Regions from separate parts of the Mus musculus genome. Here regions 1, 2, 3 and 4 are each linked to region 5. Evidence: chromatin contacts called from public Hi-C and HiChIP or PLAC-seq data. All regions are on one chromosome and are shown on one strand. Each heading gives the region's core, a stretch centred on a gene start, on an enhancer-like site or on the middle of the called end of the contact. The rest is flanking DNA. Distances are from core to core; before and after follow the strand shown.

Region 1 (2,700 bases), core at 116-2,615, 760 kb after region 5:
ACAAAGTGATTCCTGTTGCTTCACATGGAGACGTGGAAAAGGGTGTTGAATATTAGTCATGTACTTTGGTCTCTGTGTTATCTCTATTGAAGCGTAAGTTCTATATGTAAGGTACCCTATTTCCAAACCTACTTTAGTATATGAAATTATTATGAATTTCTGTTTGTCAGTTGTCTCTTTGGGGGGGTATCATTCATAATCGCTTCCTTTCTGAGCTGCAGAAAGTGACAAGTGTCTGTACTTAAAACATGCTTTTCCACAGTGCACACATGCATCTTTCTATGTCACGTTTATTTTAACCATTGAACCCAATACAAAAATCTTTTCCTGTTTTTCTGCTCCAGGGAAAACCTACTTGTTGGTTGTGGTCCCATTTAAACCTTGGGTCACTTACTTCATCCTCCCAAACTAACTGTATTTCCATCATGGCAAATAGTTCTATCTCCTCTTAGTCACTTTACCCTCTGAACCCTGGAGCCAGCATGTTATATTGCATTTTGATAACAAATGACCATCCTTGAATCCTCTTTAATCATTACTCATAGGATAGAGTCTATTCTGGCCAAGTTTGCTTTCTAATGAAACATTACTTAGACTCTATTTGGGCTACTGGCACTTGTTCAATGAACATTCATTGAGCTCTTCATCAGAAGGTATCAGAGATAAATCTGTGACATCTCTTCCTCCAAAATATATACATATAAAGAAACGGTAAGACTTAGATGTTGTGTTCATGAGTGAGGGCTACAAGAAATATATGAACTGTATACTTGCAAGTTGCCAGGAAATTCCTGTTCAATTTTTATTTGATATGCTACTAAGTGCTGACAAAACTTATGTCCCTTTGGATTCTCTCTCTCTTGCTCTCTCTCTCTCTCTCTCTCTCTCTCTCTCTCTCTCTCTCTCTCTCTCTGTGTGTGTGTGTGTGTGTGTGTGTGTGTGTGTGTGTGTGTGCCTATGTGGCTGTGATTAGGTGGGGCATGTATTTTTTAGACAGGGTTGCTCAGTGGTGTGAATCTTGCCTCTGAGAAAGAAAATCAGTAGGCTAGTTTTCTCTGGCCCACAAGCTTCAGAAATCTTCTGGCTTCTGCCTTGCAGCACTGGAATTATAAGTATGTGGCACCCAGGTACTGGGCAACAGAACACACAACCCCTTTGGGGCAATGGAAACACTTGATTAACTGTTCTATTATCCCAGCCTTATATTTCTTTTTTAATTTTATAATCACACTGAGTTTCGGGAAAAAGTTGAACCGACTCTGATTTCAAAACCTTTGTTCTTCCCACGCTGGTACATCACCCATGAGTCAGTGAATAAAGAGACACTGAAGCCTACCACCCATGAGTCACTCTGTGAAGAGGCTTTGAAACCCACCATGGGCGTACCAGAAGTCACTACAAAGCACAGAGTCCTCCCTGTGATGCTGCCCCTAATGGGCTCTGCCAGGTTATGTGTGCAGCTTGGCTGCCCACTTCAGGCAGAAAATAAACAGTACCTTAGAGTTCTAAATGATGCCGTCCTAGCAACTACCAGATTAAAAATCCATGGCACAGTCTTCTCTTTCTCCTGTAACTGCATGGATGTCACCAGAACAGAAACCACATGTCGCCAGCCAACATGTACTGGCAGAACTTAGTCTTTGCTTCATTAACTAATGTCCTCATGTTCTACATGAGTCATTTGAAACATCTTCAGGACCCCAAATCTCAATGTGCAAAATGAATCTGGAAAATATTTAGTGGAGAATAACAATACGTTTTTAGCCCAGAGTCACGAAAGTAAATCCCAATGTTTACTCTGGGAGTCTCCTTCAAATTATATAGGTTCTTCAGAAAGATATATTTTAGTATGTCTTTTGTGGGATCAAACGCGTTTTGTGGATGAAATTCAGCAATCCCTGGGAAGGGTGGTAGGCATCAGCAGGGAGAGGGTTAACCAAATGTGCCCCCAGAGCTATCCAGAATTTTCAACTAAGAGGTTGTTCAGTCTGCTGTGAACCCCAATTAAAAATAAAACCCCTAGCTGGGCAAGCCCACCCCATCCTTAGGATAAACAAGATTTGATTCACTGCAATCACACTGTACTAACAGTGTTGTAGAGTAATACAGTATATATGCCTCCTCTGGGGAGGCACAAAAGAGGCGGCTTCATTATCATCTAGCCAGAAGGATGGGGCATAGTTAACACCTTTCTGGGTGGGCTGAAATTAATGACCCTCCCCCCCCACACTATTGCCTACCTCCAAGCCCCTTTATAAATGACTATACAACACAGTAGTTGGTATTCAGATCACAAGAGAGGGCATTTAGCCAAAGCATTTGTCTACAGGGTTTGATCTCTTTTTAATTTTATTCAGATTTACAACTGTGTTATTCTGTGAGATAACTGGACCCTGTCTTTCGTCGACCAGAGCCTTCCCTACTCAAATCTGAACATCTGAAGTTAATACTAATTTTCGAGATTGGATGCAATGTTTTTTCCCTAAGTGTTTTTGCAGGCAGTTTTCCCATAGCTACAGTGAACCCGGGCTCTGCCAGGCCGTGTGTGCAGCTTGCCTGCCCACTTCAAGCAGAAAGAGTGGGCTTTGGGGACAAAAAACACTGGACTTGTAAATGTGTCACAGAAGGTTTAAAATTCGCAGATGGTCAAATGCATGGGGAATTCAGCTCTCTTTGGACAAGGAGAGAAGTATGCCATGG
Region 2 (2,700 bases), core at 50-2,549, 660 kb after region 5:
CTTAAACAAAAACAAGAGTTCTTACATGAGCTATTTTATAAACGTGTATAGGAGTGAAATAAGAATCTCTGAACCATTATTTCTCTAGAGCTGAGAAATAATAATGGACTTATCTCACCAACATCCATCTAGGTTAGTCATAGAAAACAACAACTTTGAACACTAGATATTTGCATTCCGAGAGCTTACAACAGTACTGATTGTATTATGTATCTTTGCATTCTTTTGTTAGCTTAGTTGGTACTTTTGTGTAAGAACTTTGGGAACATGGTGACCATTGTTTCAAATGTTGATGCCCACTGTGGACTCATTTTGCCATAATAAGTCAACTAGTCCTACTAACTCTTCTTTGTTCTGTAAAAAATAGAATACTTACTAGGTTCCATTGAGAGTTAAGTAAGTTTGTTTTGTTTTGTTTTGTTTTAATTTAATAAAAAATCTTATTCAACAATCTTTTTCGTTTTTTTTTTTCCTTGAAGTACAAGTAGTGGCTACCCTTAGTTTCACATAGGATTATGGCCTCTCTTTATTTTTGGATTTATAGCTAACAAACTTGTACACAGCCACAATCTCACTTACTTAGTCAAGGTAGAAGCAGGTTTAAGAAAAGAGTCATAGACTTGACTCAGTGAATGAGTGATGGGTTAACATGTCCTTATATAATAGGAAATACTACTGCTATCATTTTTGAAACATCACTAGAAAAAAGTCATCACTAGAAAACAATGGTTATGGTTTCTCTTCAGAAGGTTGATGACAAACACCTATGGTTTCTATGGCAGTGGAATCAGTAACCAGAGTTCTAGCTCATCCAATAGGCACTAAGAAGATTCAAATTATTTTTTCTCTCAGCTATTCCTTCTCTTATGATAAAGCAAATGAAAAAATTTTTTTTCTCATCATTCATAGTTAATACCTTTGTAAACACTGATTTTAGCTTTTTGCTAGCTTCTCCATGGTATAACTGCAACACCAGGGTTGACTACTTTAGTGCACATAAAAATATTCTTAAGCAATTTCTTCAGCTAAAATATTAGTTTTGAATCTTTGGGATATATGACAATTCAAAGATCTTTTGGTATACAATTTTTAATTTTTTCCTTTCAAGCAATTGTATATTATGCTTAGTTTCAAATGAACTTTTCAGAATTCAAAGGAGCATTTGTCTCATTCATTCATACCATCTCAAAACCACCAGCATCAGGAAATAATATCCACGTCAGTCTGTCTTAGTCAGACCTCTCCATTGCTAGCAGTAATTGGCAAAGTGAGTTGTTCAAACATTGTAGAGATCCTTGCAAATATGCTGGGCTGCTTGCAGAATATCTGAGACAGCCATTGAATCAAGCTCAAAAAAATGTTCAGAACAAATTACAACAGTGCTTTGTCATCTCCATGAAACAAATGCTATGAGGAAACTGTAACAATTTCTGCTGAGTCACTGTAGCCATTGACAACAAGCATCCTGGTTACCTTTATCAGCATTTGTCTAAGGAAAAAAAACAAAAACATATGCCACTGCCACTGTAGCCACAGTAGAGTCTCTGTATTACTATCTGTTGAACAGAGCATTAGATCAATACATTTCATTTGTCTGGTTTAGACTGTATGAGAAGTTGGTAAACAAACAAGTGTTGTCTCCACAGGCTTAGATAACACAAATTTTGTCTTTTGCTCAAATTTCACAATAGGACATTTTCTAGATCAACAGATATCACTGATAGTCTAATAGGAAAAACAAAACAAAACAAATATAGAGCCCAGACAGTGGCTCCTAATAAGTTGTTTGCTCTGAGTTACTGTATGTTACGTGAGAACAGTGTAGCTGTCCAAATGAACTAGGTAGTAGCATAGTAGCAAACATTTTAACTGAAACCAATAATTTGTCATTCAGTATGAATAGTTATGCTAATAGCTAATAGGCTTTTTTTTTGTTCTATGTTACCTATTCCCTGAAGTATTTAAATATTATGGGGATATCATATCCAAAAATAAACACACCAATAATTAATCAGTTGAGCACTGTCTGTTAAAGACTTACATTTTCTTAGCAGTTTCAAGAAGGAAGAAAAAAGTAACCTTGTCTGGGCTGGAAGGATGGGAAATGGATCTGAAAGTCGGAGTAACAACCACACATGTGCCCTCCTTAGGAGCAAACTCCAGCTCCATAATCCTGTACAAGACAATCTTTTTCATCTTGTAAGAGTCAAGACAAAGGCCTATTCAATGAGTTAAGGTCTCATGTAATAATCTCTTTCTTGGAGGGAAGACTTAAATATTACTACCCTGAATCCTTACATGTACTGTAGAGACGAAATCATGAGTATGTAATGACCACAATAAATACCTCTCAGAAGGGCAAAAACAATGGTGGCAAACACAATCTTGAATTTTGCTGGGAAGACACCTTACAGTGGTATATTGAGAACAGCAGCCTCCAACCCCAATCTATCTCCTGTTTTCATGGAATTCTGTGCACTATAATTCCACAACTGAGTTTCTTCCATTTCTATTCTCTTTAAGAGGATTTTGGGGTACCTGGCCTTTATGTAGGCTCACCAACCTTCTTGGCTCACTTCTAACTCAGGAATAATTGATATTAAAGATTCTATTCTGCTTAAAATATTCCTCTTTTTGTTTAACTGGATACTTTGTTTTGAAACAATTTTAGACACTCTTATGGCCGTAAGAAATACAAAG
Region 3 (2,700 bases), core at 62-2,561, 520 kb after region 5:
GTACTAAAAGTAATTCTGAAGGAAAAAAAAGAAAAGAAAGAAAAAGAAAAGAAAAAGCAACAAAAGAGATATCAGATCTAATATCCCACCCAATTTCTGAGTTAAGCCAGTGGCAGGTATGCTTCGAAGCAAGACTATTTAGACACATTGATTTTTGTTGTCACTTTTCTCCCTATTTCATATGTCACATCAAGGCTTGGAAATTAGATGAATGTGAGAGGGGTCCGCTGATGGCTGTTCCTCAGGAGGAATTTTCAAAGTCAGCCTAGCTTTGGTTGATAAAAGTGGTCCTGCGCACAGCTCTCCCCTGCCCACGGGGAAGTTTAGGCAAACTCAACTTCATCACTTTACTGGGATTCTGGGTTGTCAAAGAGGCAGCTACAAACTGAAGTCTGGGACATTTTAAAACTGACGAATTAAGAATGGAGGGGGGAGTACGAAAACAAACCCCACAAAACAAAAGACAGATACAAAAACCCAAGCTCCAATCGCCTCCTCCCGCCCCACCCCCACACGCTTCAAAGTCCTTTTAAAATGAATACCAAGTTTAATTTCAGTAAAGAAAGTTTAAACGTATTTTTATAGAGGAAGTGATGTAGGCAGCATTGTTTTCAATCATATACTTCTAGGGTAACGTGTGTGCATCCAGCCTTTGTGTCTTGATAAGTTTTAATAATAAATAGAAATCAACGCTCAAGACTGGAGTGTCTATTATATTTCTTTTGTCTCAAAGGTTCCTTCCATGTTGTGTCTATCTGTCCTTGTAAAATATCTTTTTTCCCTCCACATTGCAAAGTGTTCTATGACTTAATTTGTGACATAGATACGGAATGCTGGTGGAGTCTAAATTATATTTGACGGAAATAAAACTGACTTTATCTCATGTCAAATAGAAAATATCACTGTGGTCCTGCAGCCTGAATAAATTAGAGACATTTTGTACAGAGGACTTTCAGAACAGAAATAAACAACATTAAAAAGATAAAGAAAAGGAAGAAAAATATTACTGTTTAGGCATTTGGTCTGTACAAGAAAAATGTAGATAGCCATAGTTAAAAACAATCAGTAAGTATGGCAGATACACAGTAAGATGATTCAAACTGAAAATATTTATGAACAATGAAAATAAAGTGGTTTGTTCCCATCTGCCATAGATAAGGAGGTCACAAGTGGAGTGGGAGGAGGAAGTGGGTTCGGATTCGGAGTTTGGGCTTTTTGCCTGTTTGTGGAACAGGCTGAGGTCAAGGTTCCACAGCAGCCCTGCAGCAGGCTGCAGTGCCCTCATTTAGGAAACCGTGCAGCCACTCTGGAAGAGCATGCAGGGCGTGGCGTCCACGCCCTTGGCGACAGACCGTGATTTCCTCTCTAGAGCAGATATGGCTCCTTCTCTGCCTGGGGACTCTCCAGAGCCTTTAGGAAATTTTATTTGCACCCACAGGGAGAGAGAGTTTGCTAGGCTGTAATTTCCTATGATTTGAAATATGGCATCTGCAGGCCTCCCGTGTGGGATCACTCAGGAAAAACAACAACAAAGGGGTTTATCTTTTAAACTTGGCTGAATACCCAGTGATTTTAAACTCAAATTCCTCCTCACAGCCTATTTTTTTTTCTATAAAAATATGTCTAGGTAATTTTGTGGACAATTTTGTGCAGTGGTGTATTACACTGTGGTAATTGTTTATTCACATGTTATTTTTAGCCTAAATGAAATTTGCTTCTCTTAGTTATGTTATTTGAGATATGAATTTAAATAAATTACAATAGGGAAATGTTAATCACTAAATAACAAATAAGCATTTGTGAAAACGGGGATTGAGGTTAAAATTATAAATCAGAAAGTAAATTTTAAAAATGAATATTATTTAAAATATAGATTAGTGTCAGTACGTGAGGTCTCACAGTCCTCCAGTTGCCCCATAACCAAGACTCAAGCTCTCCGGCCTTAAGTCTGGCATGGGTGGCACACAAGCATCTGATGACAGTCCTTAAGGCTGTACAATTACGGGGGTTACAGAGAATACAGAAAGTCAGCTAGACACAAAGCCTCAGTTTCCATGTCACAAAAAATGGGAATTATTGCTCCGTCTTCTCTAAGCATTGAAAGCATTTCAATTTTTAGCTGAATGCTAAGGAAGAAAAAAAAATAGAAGGGGAGACCAGAGCTGCAGTTTTTATGATAACTGTCCATTTTTTTTTTTGCCTTATCAATACAGAAGACAAGAAGAAATACAAGCTGGACACAGGTGCAGTGATTATTTCTCCATAGATCTGTAGAAAGCAGTAGGTTAATTGGTAATTATGGCCATGGTATGTGGAGAAACACACACACACACACATGCAAATAAATTGTCAGACATACAAATATTGCTAATTTCATCAAGTATGACTGTAGTTTGGGGACAGAAGTTTTAATCTTCCAGGAGAAAATTAAAATCTGTATTTCCACTCTGCATCTGTTAATTCCAGTGACAATAGTTTTGTGTGGTTGTATGTATCTACCTAGTGTGTACGTGTGTGTTTGTGTGTGTGTTGGTGTATGTGTGTGTTTGTGTGTGTATCTGTATATGTGTGTGCATGTGTGTAAGTGTGTTTGTGTGTGTGTGTGCATCTGTGTATGTGTGTGTTTGTGTGTATGTGTGTGCATGTGTGTACATGTGTGTTTGTATGTATCTGCTGGGATTGAAAGGTGGGAGCATGCTC
Region 4 (2,700 bases), core at 53-2,552, 570 kb after region 5:
ATACTAGATTACATTAACCAAATATATGCCTAGGCTATTAAATACTCGCTTTGTAAGAAGATTTTCCAAAACTGATTTGTTTTCTTTTGTTTAAGGCTTGTATGGATTGTCAAGATAGCATATATGAAAGGAGGATTTTTACATCACATGTAACACCCAGACCTGACAAGTCACTGGCTTCACTATCAGCACTTCCCACATACTGTTCTTAATGGCAGTCAGAATCCTGATGACACACTTTCCTCCGTATAGTAACAGGACATAAGTGGAGGTATAAACCTGGACCCATTTGTCAATATCTGAATGCAGATAATATGACCAAAATGATCAGAGCTTTCAAATAAAATCCAAGGATCTTTATCTCAATTCACCTTATTTGGATAATTGTGCTTTTATCAGTTCTAGTAATCTGTTTTTTTTTTGTTTTTTTGTTTTTTTTGGTTTTTTGGTTTTTGTTTTGTTTTGATAAAGTGTCCAGTGTATCTTGGATGTATTTCTCAGAAAGCAATGATTGAAATCAAGGCAGCCCACGGAGTGAGAAGAAGCGAGAGGAAACAATGACCAACAATTCCAAGATAGTGAAGACACCAGCATATGGGATTTTGATGACATGTCAGTAATATTTGTTTTAATATCCCTCTCTTTTTTACCTCTTTGGCTTCTAAAAAAAATGTGAGATGAATACCTCATGTCATGTCACAGGGAAGTCACACTGTAACTCCTTTGAGAACCTAAGAATACACGCTTGGTATAAATGGTCAGGGCTGTGAATAGAGCCTTCCTGAAGACTTATTTCTAGCCCAGGGCTTCTCAAAATTTAGTTTCGAGAATTAGTCTCTGTTGTGAGAAAGTCCTGTGTGTTGTTTGATTTTTGGAAACATCTAACCCATCTATTCATCCCTATTGAAAGAAACAAAACATTCCTCAAATTGCCATATATTTGAGGGACACATGCCCGGTGACCTTAAGTTTAGCAACACTGCTCTGGAATAATTCCTTCTTTTTATTCTGGTTGGTGTCTTCTCATCTCCTCCTCTGCCCTCCTTAAATCTTTGTCTCATGATGCCTTCTCACTCTTCATGTCTAAGCTACGAAATTTTTAACCTCCTCTGTAAATCCTAGTTGGGAAAATGTATGCACCCCACTCTGTTTTTTTTTGTTGTTGTTGTTGTTTTGTTTGTTTGTTTGTTTGTTTTTTGTTTTTGTTTTTGGAGAGAATACTCTACCCCAAGCTTCTGCACACAGGATAAGTAGTTCATTTAAAAACAGAACCAAGGCTATGAAACTTCAGCACCCAGGACAGTGTTCACCATGGCTGACATGTGAGCGGCCAGAGTCTCTGAGATGGATGCTGAGGAAAGAAAGGATCTGAGATTAAATTACTGACAGGTGTTGCAAATATCATGCTCCAGTGTGGACCCGATCCAATCCCAAAGCAGTCTCCGTTGTTAGACTAAACTCAGCTTCTTTCACCGGTGCTTTCTGTAACCTACTTTACAAACCATAGCGAAGAAAGAAATTTCAAAGGTGACTGCCTGCTTTATTTGGTCTTTATCTTCCCAAAGAACTCATTTTGGAAATTCAGGTTGGTAAAAATATCAGCCAGGTCTAGGTGCTTTTTATTTCAAGATGGCAAATTTCCCTGGTAGCCAGGCCTTGGGGAAATGGTCACCTCAAGAGGAGGAGAAAGGAAACGGAGATGCTTCCTGGCTCCCCCGTGTTCTCTAGCCAATCTGCTCCTAGAGAAGCAGCTTGGCAGGCTGCAGGCCTTTCTGTGGGGTGTGTACCACCGAGACTGGCCACAATAGCTAGCTTGCACCCAAGCGCTGGCTCTGCTCCTGCGTTATTAAGATTTTTCTATTCTGTTCTTTCTCATTCTTCTTAGGGTGGGCCATTTCAAAAGAGGAGAAATGACTCTAATTTGGTGCTTTTAAGACAACACGGGCAAAAATTGGAAACATATGGATGCATGGACTCCTTTTATCATTTGCATAGGCCCACAGGCATTGAAGAGAATGATATGCAAACAAGTTGTGCTTCCTCTCTCAAGCAGGGGCCTCTCATTCTCTTTGACCATGTAAATGTGTCCACAGAGGATGTAGCTTAAAAAAACGTGGCATGTGAGACAACACACATTCATGGTAAACAAAGCATAAAGCCGTGATAATAAGTATTTCTCTTCTTTATATGTTTCCCTCTCTTTCTTATCAATCAACAAGTAGGCGAGCAAGTTAACAAAGGAGTCAAGCCATAGGGCTCAGTAGGGTAGAGAAAAGCTGGAACCTTCAAGATCATGTCCTCACTCCTGTTCTCAGTTAGCCCACGCTTTTCTGTTGTGTACCTCTATCTTTCTCCATGAGTCAACACACTTGAAGTATTAAAACAAAACACAAGCAAAAGCAAACAAACGAACAAACAAGCAAAACCAAGGAGCAGCTTGTGAATTGCAGGGTCTCCTTAGGCTCATTTGTTCAACCCAGAAGAGGCACTGAGAAATCAAGATCCCATTCACATTCGAGGTGTCGCATAGGCGTGAGAACATCTTTGCTTTCTTTAGTGACTTACATTCACTGAGTCCTACTGTGTGTCACACACTGAGCATCTTATTTAACCCACAAAATCACGTGTGGTTCTCTATCCAAAATGAGAAAGCAGAAATAGAATAGAAAATTATAATTTTTTTATGTGGAGGTTCATTGT
Region 5 (2,700 bases), core at 77-2,576:
GTTCTCTCTCTCTCTCTCTCTCTCTCTCTCTCTCTCTCTCAATTTTCTCGGCCCAAGAGGAAGCTTCATGCTCTCTATGACACAGACTGGTCTCCACAAGGAGAGAGGATCCGAGCCCTATAGGTAGGAAATGACAGGTGTCTGCAGGTTTGAGGTGAAGGTTGCTGGCGCTGCTCTTGTACCAGCCAGAAGATCAAAAAACGACTTCTGAAAAGGGCAGAACGGGGTGGTATTTTAAAGTTTACACTGAGCTTGTAGAGACAATCAGTTCTCAACCACTTCCTTTTCAGTCACAGAAAGGCCTGGAGTGCTGGGATAGGGTTTGAGAGAGAAACGAGCTTAAGGAACCGGGCAATCTTGCCAGAGACTTCTGCCCCTACCACTTTTCACACCTGCGCTGCCCAGTTTCCAGTTCAACCCTGAGCCAGAGAGGCTGCCTAAGCCTCTGGCCTCTGGGTCTGCCTGTTTTGTCCCTTCCAAATGCTTCTAGCAGGCACAGATGCTCTCACGGTCGCGTCCCTCTGGTGCATCTTGGAGAAACACTGGCAAACAGTGCTTTTCTGAGGAGCAGAAGGGCTGCTTAAGCGCCAGCAACAGGTCCATGCTGAGATTCCTCTGTCCTTCACCGGCCCCTCCTTCCACCCTCGCTACTGGGGTCCGCGGGGTAAAGGGGGGGATCTACTTCCCCCTTCCTCCTGGGTCACCCACAACAACCCAGGAAGGCAAACATCAGGTTTGCACTGTTTCTTTGGATAAACGCCTGGCTAAATGCTTCTAATAATGAATGGCCTTTCGCTGGACACTCGCTTGAACCGAAGAGAGGACCTCACTGGAGAACACCAAAAAGAAAATAACTAGAAAGTGGAAAGGAACACGGCCGGCGGCGGCCTCTAGGATCCAGACAAAGACATCTGAGTCTGTCCCTTTGCAGTCGCCCATCTCTCCTTCCTGCCTAGAGATCTGATTTGGTCCTACTGCGGCTCCCTAAGAGCCTTTAGATCCGACGTCCCTTCACTGGGGACCTTGAGCTGAGATCCCAGGGCTGGAAGGCTCCGATTCTAGCCGGAGCTGGAACCTGGTGGCCTCAACACTTGCGGGATGCTGCTACTGGGCCACAGTCCCTGCCTTGCCCACAGGAACCTAAACATCCCCGCGTCCTAGGTTAAGGTGGTTAGGGCGAGGGGGTAGGCTCCTGGACCAGCCAGGTCGAAGCGATGAAACAGCAACTTCTTCTTCTTCTTTTTTTCCCCCTGGCAGGGAGGAGGGAAATTCGTCGGAGGAGGTCGGTGGAGACTCCTCCTTCGCTCCGCCCGGAGGCAGCCAGAGCTCCGCTAGCGGTGCGTCTCCGCCCGCCCGAGCGTTTCCATAAATCAGGCCGCTGGCAGGCTGCTAATTAGCTCCGGCCGAAAAGAATGAGAGTTCTGTAGCACACGGTGGGTTGGGAGTGGGGGCCCAGTAGGTGGGAGATCAGAATTCCCCAGGATTAACGGGGGGACTCCTTGGGGGCATCTCCGCGCTCCCTGCCCGAGCCACCTCCGATCACCTCCTGCCAGCAAAGGCCCGCAAGTTCGGGCCTCCAGATCCCGCGCCTCCCGCACTGCGCGCACCTCTGCAGTCGACCTGGCCCGCCCACCCACGCCGAGGCCCCCTCTCCCACTCGCTGAGCATGCCTGGCGTTAATTAACTCCCCCTTCACCCGGTGCAGTATCGGAAGACTTTCAAAACTCGTCCCAAAGTGTTTCCTTCTCAAGCCTGAAGGCAGCGTTTGGAACGACCCGCAGAAAAGGGGGGCGGGGTGTGGATCTGGGGGAAGGGTTGGTTGCACCGGGATTTGAGATAACAAGACTTCCCCAGCGATTGTGTGGGTAGAGGGATGGGCTGTTGTAACCTCATCCCCTCTCCCCTAGTGAAAAGGCAAGACGGTCAGGGAAGATTAAAAATAACATTAAAGTTGGATTATTGATTTCCATGTAAATTGCCAGCCGAGAGAGCTACTTCTGTTTATTTTCTCTTTTCCTCCCCCACGCTTCTCTAAGCCCTCTGGGCTCTGCGCCCTCGGAGCCATTCCCACCCTCCTTAGGGACGAGACTCCTAGATGACATCACCAAGGAGAACGGCGGCCTCCCCGCCCCTGGCCTCAAGACCCCTGAGCAGAGATTGACAGGTGTCTCTAGCAAAGACAATGCCTTCCAGGTGTCAGTATTCCCGTTCCACCCCTCCCACTCCGCCCTCTTTGCTCCTTTCCCTTAACAACTCTCCTACCCACCCACTCTTCCTCCACGAGGCTTGTTCCTACCCCACCCCCACCCCCAACTCCTTGCTCTTTGCATCTGGGCACTAAGCTTCAGGTCCTGAGACTTAGGCAGGGAGCCGACGCCGAGGGGCCCGGATGGCGCTGGTGTTGTTTGTGCCCGAGGGGGAGGCCAATCCGAGATGCCAAAGGCTCGAGTGAGGGTCCAGGAGGTGGCAGGGCCCAAAGCGGGTAAAGGGTAACCGAGTGAGCATTTTCAAGGAGCCAGCTCAGTCTCTAGATTTCTGTCTTGACGTTATTCTCTACCCTCCACCCGCGATCTCTCCTCTTCTCTTCTCTCTCTCTCTCTCTCTCTCTCTCTCTCTCTCTCTCTCTCTCTCTCTCACACACACACACACACACACACACACACACACACACACACACTATAACAGACGCGAAGATAATCC

The links. Hi-C and Micro-C count contacts between places; a contact is called where the count stands out from the background. HiChIP or PLAC-seq counts read pairs in DNA pulled down with a chosen protein or histone mark.
Region 1: an H3K27ac HiChIP or PLAC-seq map of the NIH/3T3 cell line shows a contact between it and region 5, with 11 times the contacts expected there. The contact joins two enhancer-like sites. A contact is called at or near these places in 1 of 15 datasets of contacts at CTCF or cohesin (the NIH/3T3 cell line), 22 of 484 Hi-C or Micro-C datasets (the C2C12 cell line, MC3T3-E1-derived osteoblasts, adipose-derived mesenchymal stem cells and 10 more) and 17 of 115 datasets of contacts at active chromatin or transcription factors (the NIH/3T3 cell line, astrocytes, craniofacial prominence and 12 more).
Region 2: a contact with region 5 is called in an H3K27ac HiChIP or PLAC-seq map of the NIH/3T3 cell line, with 7 times the contacts expected there. The contact joins two enhancer-like sites. A contact is called at or near these places in 4 of 484 Hi-C or Micro-C datasets (adipose-derived mesenchymal stem cells, nephron progenitors and uterus), 4 of 115 datasets of contacts at active chromatin or transcription factors (the NIH/3T3 cell line, embryonic stem cells, kidney and 1 more) and 1 of 9 other capture datasets (embryonic stem cells).
Region 3: a contact with region 5 is called in a Hi-C map of the C2C12 cell line, with 6 times the contacts expected there. The contact joins two enhancer-like sites. A contact is called at or near these places in 2 of 15 datasets of contacts at CTCF or cohesin (the NIH/3T3 cell line and stem cell-derived epiblast-like cells), 70 of 484 Hi-C or Micro-C datasets (the AML12 cell line, the C2C12 cell line, the MC3T3-E1 cell line and 34 more), 18 of 115 datasets of contacts at active chromatin or transcription factors (the NIH/3T3 cell line, PVALB interneurons, astrocytes and 15 more) and 1 of 9 other capture datasets (embryonic stem cells).
Region 4: a contact with region 5 is called in an H3K4me3 HiChIP or PLAC-seq map of craniofacial prominence, with 3 times the contacts expected there. The contact joins two enhancer-like sites. A contact is called at or near these places in 1 of 15 datasets of contacts at CTCF or cohesin (the NIH/3T3 cell line), 1 of 484 Hi-C or Micro-C datasets (nephron progenitors), 7 of 115 datasets of contacts at active chromatin or transcription factors (the NIH/3T3 cell line, craniofacial prominence, embryonic brain and 4 more) and 1 of 9 other capture datasets (embryonic stem cells).

What each region holds. Positions count from the first base shown.
Region 1 is chr7:69,572,671-69,575,370 of GRCm38.p6, reverse strand. No RefSeq gene overlaps it. Among named protein-coding and RNA genes, the nearest start is that of Gm23815, 75 kb to the right of the region's middle. Within about 2 kb of position 1,365, at least 15 of the 459 cell types and tissues checked have an H3K27ac peak or open chromatin away from gene starts, as enhancers often do. A contact at or near this core is called in the C2C12 cell line and the NIH/3T3 cell line, where this site is marked.
Region 2 is chr7:69,669,045-69,671,744 of GRCm38.p6, reverse strand. No RefSeq gene overlaps it. Among named protein-coding and RNA genes, the nearest start is that of Gm35209, 130 kb to the left of the region's middle. Within about 2 kb of position 1,299, at least 5 of the 459 cell types and tissues checked have an H3K27ac peak or open chromatin away from gene starts, as enhancers often do. A contact at or near this core is called in the NIH/3T3 cell line, where this site is marked.
Region 3 is chr7:69,806,017-69,808,716 of GRCm38.p6, reverse strand. No RefSeq gene overlaps it. Among named protein-coding and RNA genes, the nearest start is that of Gm35209, 5.6 kb to the right of the region's middle. Within about 2 kb of position 1,311, at least 4 of the 459 cell types and tissues checked have an H3K27ac peak or open chromatin away from gene starts, as enhancers often do. A contact at or near this core is called in the C2C12 cell line, where this site is marked.
Region 4 is chr7:69,765,258-69,767,957 of GRCm38.p6, reverse strand. No RefSeq gene overlaps it. Among named protein-coding and RNA genes, the nearest start is that of Gm35209, 35 kb to the left of the region's middle. Within about 2 kb of position 1,302, at least 1 of the 459 cell types and tissues checked has an H3K27ac peak or open chromatin away from gene starts, as enhancers often do. A contact at or near this core is called in craniofacial prominence, where this site is marked.
Region 5 is chr7:70,330,522-70,333,221 of GRCm38.p6, reverse strand. All of the region lies in intron 1 of Gm29683 (predicted gene, 29683), which reads left to right. Among named protein-coding and RNA genes, the nearest start is that of Gm29683, 6.0 kb to the left of the region's middle. Within about 2 kb of position 1,326, at least 109 of the 459 cell types and tissues checked have an H3K27ac peak or open chromatin away from gene starts, as enhancers often do. A contact at or near this core is called in the C2C12 cell line, the NIH/3T3 cell line and craniofacial prominence, where this site is marked.